Regions from separate parts of the Oryzias latipes genome. Here region 1 is linked to region 2. The links are chromatin contacts, called in public Hi-C maps. All regions are on one chromosome and are shown on one strand. The core of a region is the stretch at or near the end of the contact, and the rest is flanking DNA. Distances in the headings are between cores, read along the strand shown. Region 1 holds the start of LOC101166676 (adipocyte plasma membrane-associated protein-like). Region 2 overlaps rassf3 (ras association domain-containing protein 3).

Region 1 (4,240 bases), core at 1,565-4,064, 57 kb after region 2:
GTAAAAGTTACAATAATTGATACTTAAACTTGTAAATTTAATTTTCACAAATGTCCAACACTAAAGAATCTCAGTTGCTTGTTGGAATAAAAACCAAATGAATTTCTGTCTGTTTTTGTCTTCATCTTATTAAAAATTATGTCTAAATAGGATCAGCTGTCATCAACAAACTACTGTTTATTTTGGTTCTTTTGACTTTGATTACAGAATAAAATTACAGATTTTGTTTTATTAACACATTTAGACTTTTTCTTTTTATTGCGCTTCTACTCTTTGTTGCAGACGTAAAGTGTGATGCAAGATTCTCACAATTCCTGTTTTCTGTTTGACCACATCAAATATTCTCTCAGTGCAAACCTGGACTCTCCATTTATGCAGAGCCGATAGTATAAATTCGGATACTCGGCACATTTTAGGTTGGTTTTAATATTTAATGTCAAAAATAATTGAGTCGGTGATTTTGCTATTAGGGTTTCCAACCTTTATTTACTTTATTTTTATTTTTTCCAAATCAACATTTTTGTTGTATTACATTTTTTTTACTAAAAAAAAAAATGTTACTGTTTCAAAAGTTAAAAGTTGTTAATACTTCATTAAAACCTAAACTGTAAATATGATTTACCTATAACCTTTTGTCATTTAAAATATAGCATCTTTTTTGTGGGAAAACTTTCTGCAATTCATCTTTTTTCATGTGATGTTTGTAGAAATAGTTTATATAGAAAAGCTGCAGTATTTAGAAAAGGTTCCTGCTCTAGTTTCAAAGCCAAGACTTGCAAGCTTTAAGTTTGTGCCCCAACTATTTCATTTATTTAAATGTTCAACTTAAAGAATGCAATCACTAGTTTACTTGAATGATTTCTAGTCTAATCTATTTTCATTTCCTATTTCTAAGGTTCTGTAAAATACAGCCTTAGCAAAATATAGTGGCGGTGTGACGTCACAAGGAACAGCAAATGTGAACAGCTTTTTGGATTTTTTTTTTTTTTTTTAAAGAAGTAAAAACAATTATTTCTTTTTTAGTGATTGAGATGAAATATACGGAGCCCCGAAAGAGACAAATAAGTTAACAACAAAAACATGAAAGTAACCAGAATTTTTAACTTTGTACTTGGATTGCCCCTTTAGGGGCTCTGTAGATGCAAATATATATACATTTTCTATTTACATTTAACTCTGTTATCACGCAACTTTTTTCATTTTTTCTAATGGAAAAAAAAAATCCTACATTTTTTTTCATGGGTTTGCTTTAAACCTATGCAAAGAGTCATTGGATTGAAAACTTTTATTTTAGCAAAAAGAAAAATATGTTAATGACACTTAATTCAGTTATTTTACCCGTTTATTTACTCATATGGTATACTAAGGTTGCCTAAAAGCATACATGTTTTAAAACATTCTATTAAAAATAGAATTAATAATATCATAAAAATGCACAGGTTTGCATTCAAGTAACTAAGACACCATAATAAAACAAAGACAGTTCTTAAACAGTTTAGTTTTATTGATTCTCTGATGCTCTGCGGTTGACTGAGATCAAGGTTTTTTCCAGCTAGGTGAAGATTTTAAACGTGTTCAGGAAATCCGTAGCCGTCACCTTGGTGGTGTGAAGTGGAACGGCTCTTCCTGCTCCTCAAATTGATGTTAAAACAGGTTTAAAATCCTGCAGAATGACGACAGACGTGCTAAAATCTCTGTTTTTACTCCTTTGTGTCAACAGTCGGAAAGATTCGTCATGTTTTTACTGAACTCTGTTGTGTTGTTGTAGCCAGCCTGTTGGCAGGACTGTTGCTTGGAGCAGAAGCTCCTCCCCCCTGACCTCTGTCTGACCCACTCTTAACAAAACACTAACCCACAGACAGAAAAAGGGGAGACACTCAAGCCCAAACACTCACAGGACGGCCTTCAAAGTAAAAGTCTCATTTAAGACCAAATGATCATAAATACATTTTTTAAAGGGCAAATGGTTAAATGTATGGGTGGAGCAAACAGAACTCTAAATTCGCTGGGTCCAGCCCGAAGGCCCTTTTCGGCATACTGTTGAAATGGGCGGAGCTAATTTTGTTCAGCAAGCCACTCCCACTTTAAAACTAATTTACGTTGTGGAATCCAATGTGCAGGATTACACATTCTCATCTAGTGTGTTGTACGTGACCTAAATACAGTTACTGTTCAGAAACGTTTAAAAGTGTTTTAGATTAAAAGGTTAATGAAAAACATAAAATGCAGTTTAATAATTTTTGAAGGATTGTGAAGAAATGTTTTAATGATCAAGTCTAAAAGTTTTGAATTGTACTAAATAAATAACAACAATGATAATAATAATAGTAGTAATAATAGTAATTTTGCCATTATTCATTCTGAAATGTTAACAGTTGATTCATACTGGACCAGCCCAAGTTAAGTGAGGTACTGTTTGAAAAGAAATTGTGTTTTGTTACTTTTAATTAAACTATAAATGTACAATTACAGGCTTTTAAATTAGCTGATGGTAGAATGCTACTTTGAATTGTGTTTTTTTCCGTATAGTTTGATTTTGAAGAAAAATCCCAAAGACTTCATTAAAACTGAATGGTATGTTCCAAATATAGCTAATTTTTATTTGTCTAAAATCTAAACAGGCGTTATTTTATAGCCAATATGTATTTAGATATGTGTAGAAACCAATAAAAATATGTGCCAAACAATTATAATTTTAATAATAAAGTTCAGAAATTTATCATTTTAAGCTTTTTCCCTTCGAGAAACATGGCGGACGATAAATATGAGTGAAGAAACGGGGTGTTCTTCGGTTCTCCTTTTATTTTGTCACTCCGCCGGAAGTACTAGAGCACGCGCCGGCCGGTTTACGGTTTTATTTGCACACAAACGCCGTCTTCGGGCTCAGTCCGAGAAAGAGGGACGCTCCTATGACTCCGCCGTGTAAGTCGGAATTATATTTATGTAAAAAAAATAAAAGTCTCCAAAAGCGCCTTCGCTTTTTGGGGACATTTCATTGCGACAGTCTTAAATTTAAAAATTGTCAGACATTTAACCGACGGGCGCCATTAAACATTTTCCGTTCGTGTAAAACTCACTAAGCGCGAAACTTTTAGCAACTTTCTTTTATTTTTCCTTATTTCTTCATTTTAGGCGGCACCTGTTGAACAAATGCGGGGAAACTGAATGCGTACTTGAACGCACCACTTTGGTCCAGAAAAAGTTATTTTCAGGAGTCATGACATGACGGCCTCATAAATCTTTGTGGACAGAATTTGTTTTAACATTTAATGTTTAATAATATTAAGAAATCTGCGTCATTTTAACTCAAATTAACAGAAACTTCTTTTTTTTTTATCAGACCCCTGGAGGTTTTGATTTTTCCAGATTTCTCTGCAAATCTACAGATAAGAAACTGGGAATTTTCAAAACTACATTTTTATTTTAACACTTGCAAGCGAGATTACATTTTTCAAACTAATCTTTTAGGTGTTCTGACAGCTATTTTGTCCTTTCCCAGATGAGTTTTCTCCGTTTTCACAATAAAAGCTCATTTTGTTGCCAGACTGAAGTCAAAGGTCACCTCAGCTGTCAGCGCACATGTTGGTATTTGAATGCACCTTTTCCAACTCATTTTCCTGCAGTAAAAAAGCATCAGAAGACGTCAGGTTTTCGTGGTGCCTTCATGGCCAGCTTTGCGAGGAGATCGCTGCTGGCGGCTCTGCTGGCTGTGGCTGTTGGGGTTTACCTCCTGCCGTCTCCCATAGATCCCAAACCCCACAGGTGAGTTCACACCTTTCTGTCATCAGCCGATACGCAGATGAAAGGTTTTTTTTGTTCCGTAAGCCTGAAGGGGCCCCCGCCCACTCTGGAGGGGCCACTGGCCACGAACACCCTTCTCCAGAAGGGGCGCCGGCTGTTCACCGGGAAACTACACGGACCAGAATCCTTTACTGCTGATGAGGACGGTGAGTCCCCAACGACTTGTCTGAACTGGATTGAGAACTTCTGTTTGTCAAATACCGTTAAACTGCCCTTAGCTGGTTTAGAGACTCTCCATTTGGCGTTTTAGGCAACGTTTACACGGGAACTGTGGACGGGAAGCTGTGGAGGATCAGCCCCGATGACAACCTCACCTTCATCACGCAGATGGGACAGAACCTGCCTGAATGTGGTTTGTTCTGCTTGGTTCTTTTTGGGGACGCCCGCACGCTCCCAGTTTTGTAGTCAACCAGTGAAATCTGCAATTTGGTTCCTTGAA
Region 2 (3,940 bases), core at 899-3,398:
CGTGTAACTCTTCCTCCATCGTACCAAAAATGATCCATTTACTACCTCACAAACAGTCACTCATGAACAGATTACAGACAAACCGAATGTTGGTTATATCGGTTCAAAGGGATAAATCCTTCGAGCAGGTGCACTGATTCAATTTAAGTCTTTTCGATTCTGTTGGATCAACAGTTTTCAGTGAGAAAAAAACAAAAAAACACAAAAAATACCCTAAAAATCATATATTTGTTTTTCGGTTATGAAATGTAGGAAATGTAGTCATTGTACATGTGTAAAAAGCTAAATACGGCTTAAAAATATGAGTGTCATGTGAGATTCTCACCTGGTAAAGGTTAAACTATAATCGTGCTTAATGGCTTTAACACCTTGAATCTCGAGTTGTTTGATTTGTTAACTATCAGAGGTCGTAGTATCAAACCCTGAGGTACTCCACACCTGATTATTTCAGACCAATAAAGAAAAAGTAAGGCAATGTTCACACTGCAGACTGAAAGGACCCAATTCCGATTTTCTTTTGCCCCTATGTGACCTGTATCTTACGGAGCCCGTGTCCTGACATAAAGATATTAAAATATATCTTGTTCCCACAGATTAATATCTTGTTCCCACAGATTATTATGTCGTTCCCTCAAAATACTATTCCCTTCACTCGAAATACTATCCCGTTCCCTCGAAATGATTAACCTGTACGAACGCAATAATTAATCCGTTCGAACGCAATCTGGGTCATTTCACGGCCACAGAGGGGATCACAAAAATTCACATTTAATAGGAAATGTGAACGGCCTTGCAAAAAAAATTTTTTGAGCATTAAACCCTGCAGCGTGAACGTAGCCTATGATCGGCCTTCAGCCTTATTGTTTTGCGCTCCTTAACAGCCTTTCAGGAGGAATTTATGGATCTTTGCGTCAAAGGCCGTGTTCTCGTGCGTGGATTTTCTCCGGGGACTTCGGCTTCCTCCCACCGTCCAGGAGTGGCCGGAATAGGCTCGGGTGACCCCAAAAGGGACAAAACGGGTTTAGAAGATCAATAAAATAATCTGTGGTTCATGCGTGAAAAGTCTGTTGGACATATGTGGAACGGTCGTGGAAAGCCACAAATTTGTTTACGCATCTTGCAAAAATCATGCACGATTGCGTAAGATTTGGATACAAACTACGTAAAAACTGCGTAAAAAAGTCAAACTGCTGAAAACCGAATTCATGCATCGACGGACATCTGAACACATGGACGACATCACGCGTGCATCATGGAAGGCCGACAACATGTCCGTAGTGACTGTTCTGGATCAGGTTCTGCTTTTGTTACAAACACAAATAGTTTGTGGGTCTTTGGATAAAAAGATCCACCAAGAGATGTCTTTAGTTTCCGTCTCGGGTGCAGGACGTTCCTCCCGCACGGAAGCGTCTTTACAGTTTGATCCCTCAGAGGAACAAAAAATCCTCTGCCAGCAGGAAGGAAGAACCCGTCCAGCCGGTCCTGACCGGAGGAAAAACCTGCAAACTTTTAACAGGATTAAACTGTTGCTGATCCACGAGGAAACAGAAACCTTCCATCAGAGCCGAGGGTCTTCATCCGTTTGGGTTCGCTGTTCGATTCCGGTCTCTTCATTAATGATGGGCTGAAAGAGAAAGCTTCTGTGTAACCAGATCTCCAGCCTCGTCTGAGCTTTCCTGATTTGCAAACCTGGACGGACACTGAAACAAATAAAAGTTATTATAAAAACTAAGAGATATATATAAACCATATATAACTAAAATAATTAGAAAATTTAAAAAAATGGTTTTAGTAGATTTTCTATGAAAAAAAGGAACTAAAGATACAGAAGACAAGAGAAAAACATCAGAAAAGGGAGAAAACTGACAGAGATTTTGACAAAATAAATCTGGATACTGATAAACAACATCTATCCGTTTTACTGATCAATAGATTCAAATGTAAAACCTTTATTTAAAAGCAGTAAAACGTACAGAAGGAGATGAGGACCTTAAAGGAACAGTCAGAACATCATTGTGGACCAGGCGCTTTCACGCCAGCGCGGCCGATTTCAAACCTCAGTGAGAAATTCTGGAGCCCGCCCGCCTTCCTTCTGCGTGTCTGTCAGCTGCTGGGGGCCCCACCCACAGTGGACGGTGATACACCCCCCCTCGGGGACCTCACACACACCGGGGAGGGAGGACGCTCCTCTTCAGTGTGCTTTCAAACAGAAGTCCTGAACTGCAGGCGGATTAGCTTCAGGATGGGGTTTGTCCAGATCGCTGGCAGGACGGCCCGCAGACTTTCACGCTACTTCGACCGTTTCTCCAAAGTACTGCGGCGCTCCGGACGCCTGGAGGTCCGGTGGCTGTGCAGGAGCGGCGGTGAGTCCCTGGCTCAGCGGCCCATGTTCTGGTTCTGACTTTTATTTTTTCTCGTTGTCATGACTACAAACCTCTGTATAAAGTTAAGGTTAGATGGGCACGCTTGGCAGGGAACGTCTTTGGTTACAGTTTGAATCCGGCGGTTCAGATGAATTTCACAGCGTCTCAGTGAGGACAGCTGTGCAAACATGCGCTCTGCTGCCTTCATACTTTTTGTGGCTACATTTATTGTAGAGGGCTTATGTCCCAATTCTGTGATAAAATACCTGAGTTCATGTCATAGCAACTGTGAAGCAGCATGGCGAGGGTTCAACGCCGCCTTTGCACACTTTAAACCTCTATCAACACGTTTTCTTTTGGGATTTGTGTGAAAAGAAGTCCAGACTTGGAAAAAAAAAGCTGCACCTGCATAGAGCGTCTCCCCATCTGCTGTGGAAGAGTGACTCACCCCTCTGCTGTGGTAGACGGTCTCACCCCTCTGCTGTGGTAGAGCGTCTCACTACCTGCTGTGGTAGAGCGTCTCCCCCCACTGCTGTGGAAGAACATCTCACCCTTCTGCTATAGTGGAGCGTCTCACCTATCTGCTGTGGTGGAGCGTCTCACCCATCTTCTGTGGAACAACATCTCCCCCCTCTGCTGTGGTAGAACGTCTCACCCCTCTGCTGGGGTAGAACATCTGACTACCTGCTGTGGTAGAGCGTCTCACCCCTCTGCTGGGGTAGAACGTCTCACTACCTGCTGTGGTAGAGTGTCTCCCCCTCTGCTGTGGTAGACGGTCTCACCCCTCTGCTGTGGTAGAGCGTCTCACTACCTGCTGTGGTAGAGCGTCTCCCCCCACTGCTGTGGAAGGACATCTCACCCTTCTGCTATAGTGGAGCGTCTCACCTATCTGCTGTGGTGGAGCGTCTCACCCATCTGCTGTGGAACAACATCTCCCCCCACTGTTGTGGTAGAGTGTCTCCCCCTCTGCTGTGGTAGAACGTCTCACCGCTCTGCTGTGGTAGAACGTCTCACTACCTGCTGTGGTAGAACGTCTCACCCCTCTGCTGGGGTGGAGCCTCTCACCCCTCTGCTGGGGTAGAACGTCTCACTACCTGCTGTGGTAGAACGTCTCACCCCTCTGCTGTGATGGAACGTCTCACTACCTGCTGTGGTGGAGCGTCTCACCCCTCTGCGATGGTGGAGCCTCTCACCCCTCTGCTGGGGTAGAACGTCTCACTACCTGCTGTGGTGGAGCGTCTCCCCATCTGCTGTGGTAGAACGTCTCACCCCTCTGCTGTGATGGAACGTCTCACTACCTGCTGGGGTAGAACGTCTCACTACCTGCTGTGGTGGAGCGTGAAATAATTCTGAATCCTTTTAGCATTTAATTAGAGAACAAATCCATTCATTGCAGTAAAATACAGAAAGTAACTCAATTTGAAACTATATGTTTAGAATAGTATAGATTAAAAAAATAAGCCAAAGTCCTTAATAATTTTTATCGAGTTCTGTGGTGTATTCTGCGGTAAATCAAACCATTGAAGGCAAGGAAGAAGAGATCAAACCCTCGTATTTTCCTGCTATTAGTGGTTAGT

The links. A called contact is a pair of places that touch in the nucleus more often than the background predicts.
Region 1: a Hi-C map of embryo shows a contact between it and region 2, with 2.0 times the contacts expected there. The contact joins the promoter of LOC101166676 here to the enhancer-like site in region 2. A contact is called at or near these places in 4 of 5 Hi-C or Micro-C datasets (embryo, fibroblasts and gastrula embryo).

Annotation. Positions count from the first base shown.
Region 1 is chr23:20,786,210-20,790,449 of ASM223467v1, forward strand. It overlaps LOC101166676 (adipocyte plasma membrane-associated protein-like), which reads left to right and starts at 2,815. Exons shown (of 9, transcript XM_011491297.3): 1 at 2,815-2,922; 2 at 3,624-3,762; 3 at 3,826-3,947; 4 at 4,052-4,153. The coding sequence starts at 2,910. It overlaps rassf3 (ras association domain-containing protein 3), which reads left to right. Exons shown (of 7, transcript XM_023952372.1): 7 at 1-107.
Region 2 is chr23:20,729,478-20,733,417 of ASM223467v1, forward strand. All of the region lies in intron 1 of rassf3 (ras association domain-containing protein 3), which reads left to right. Among protein-coding and RNA genes, the nearest start is that of rassf3, 3.8 kb to the left of the region's middle. Within about 2 kb of position 2,149, at least 4 of the 8 cell types and tissues checked have an H3K27ac peak or open chromatin away from gene starts, as enhancers often do. A contact at or near this core is called in embryo, where this site is marked.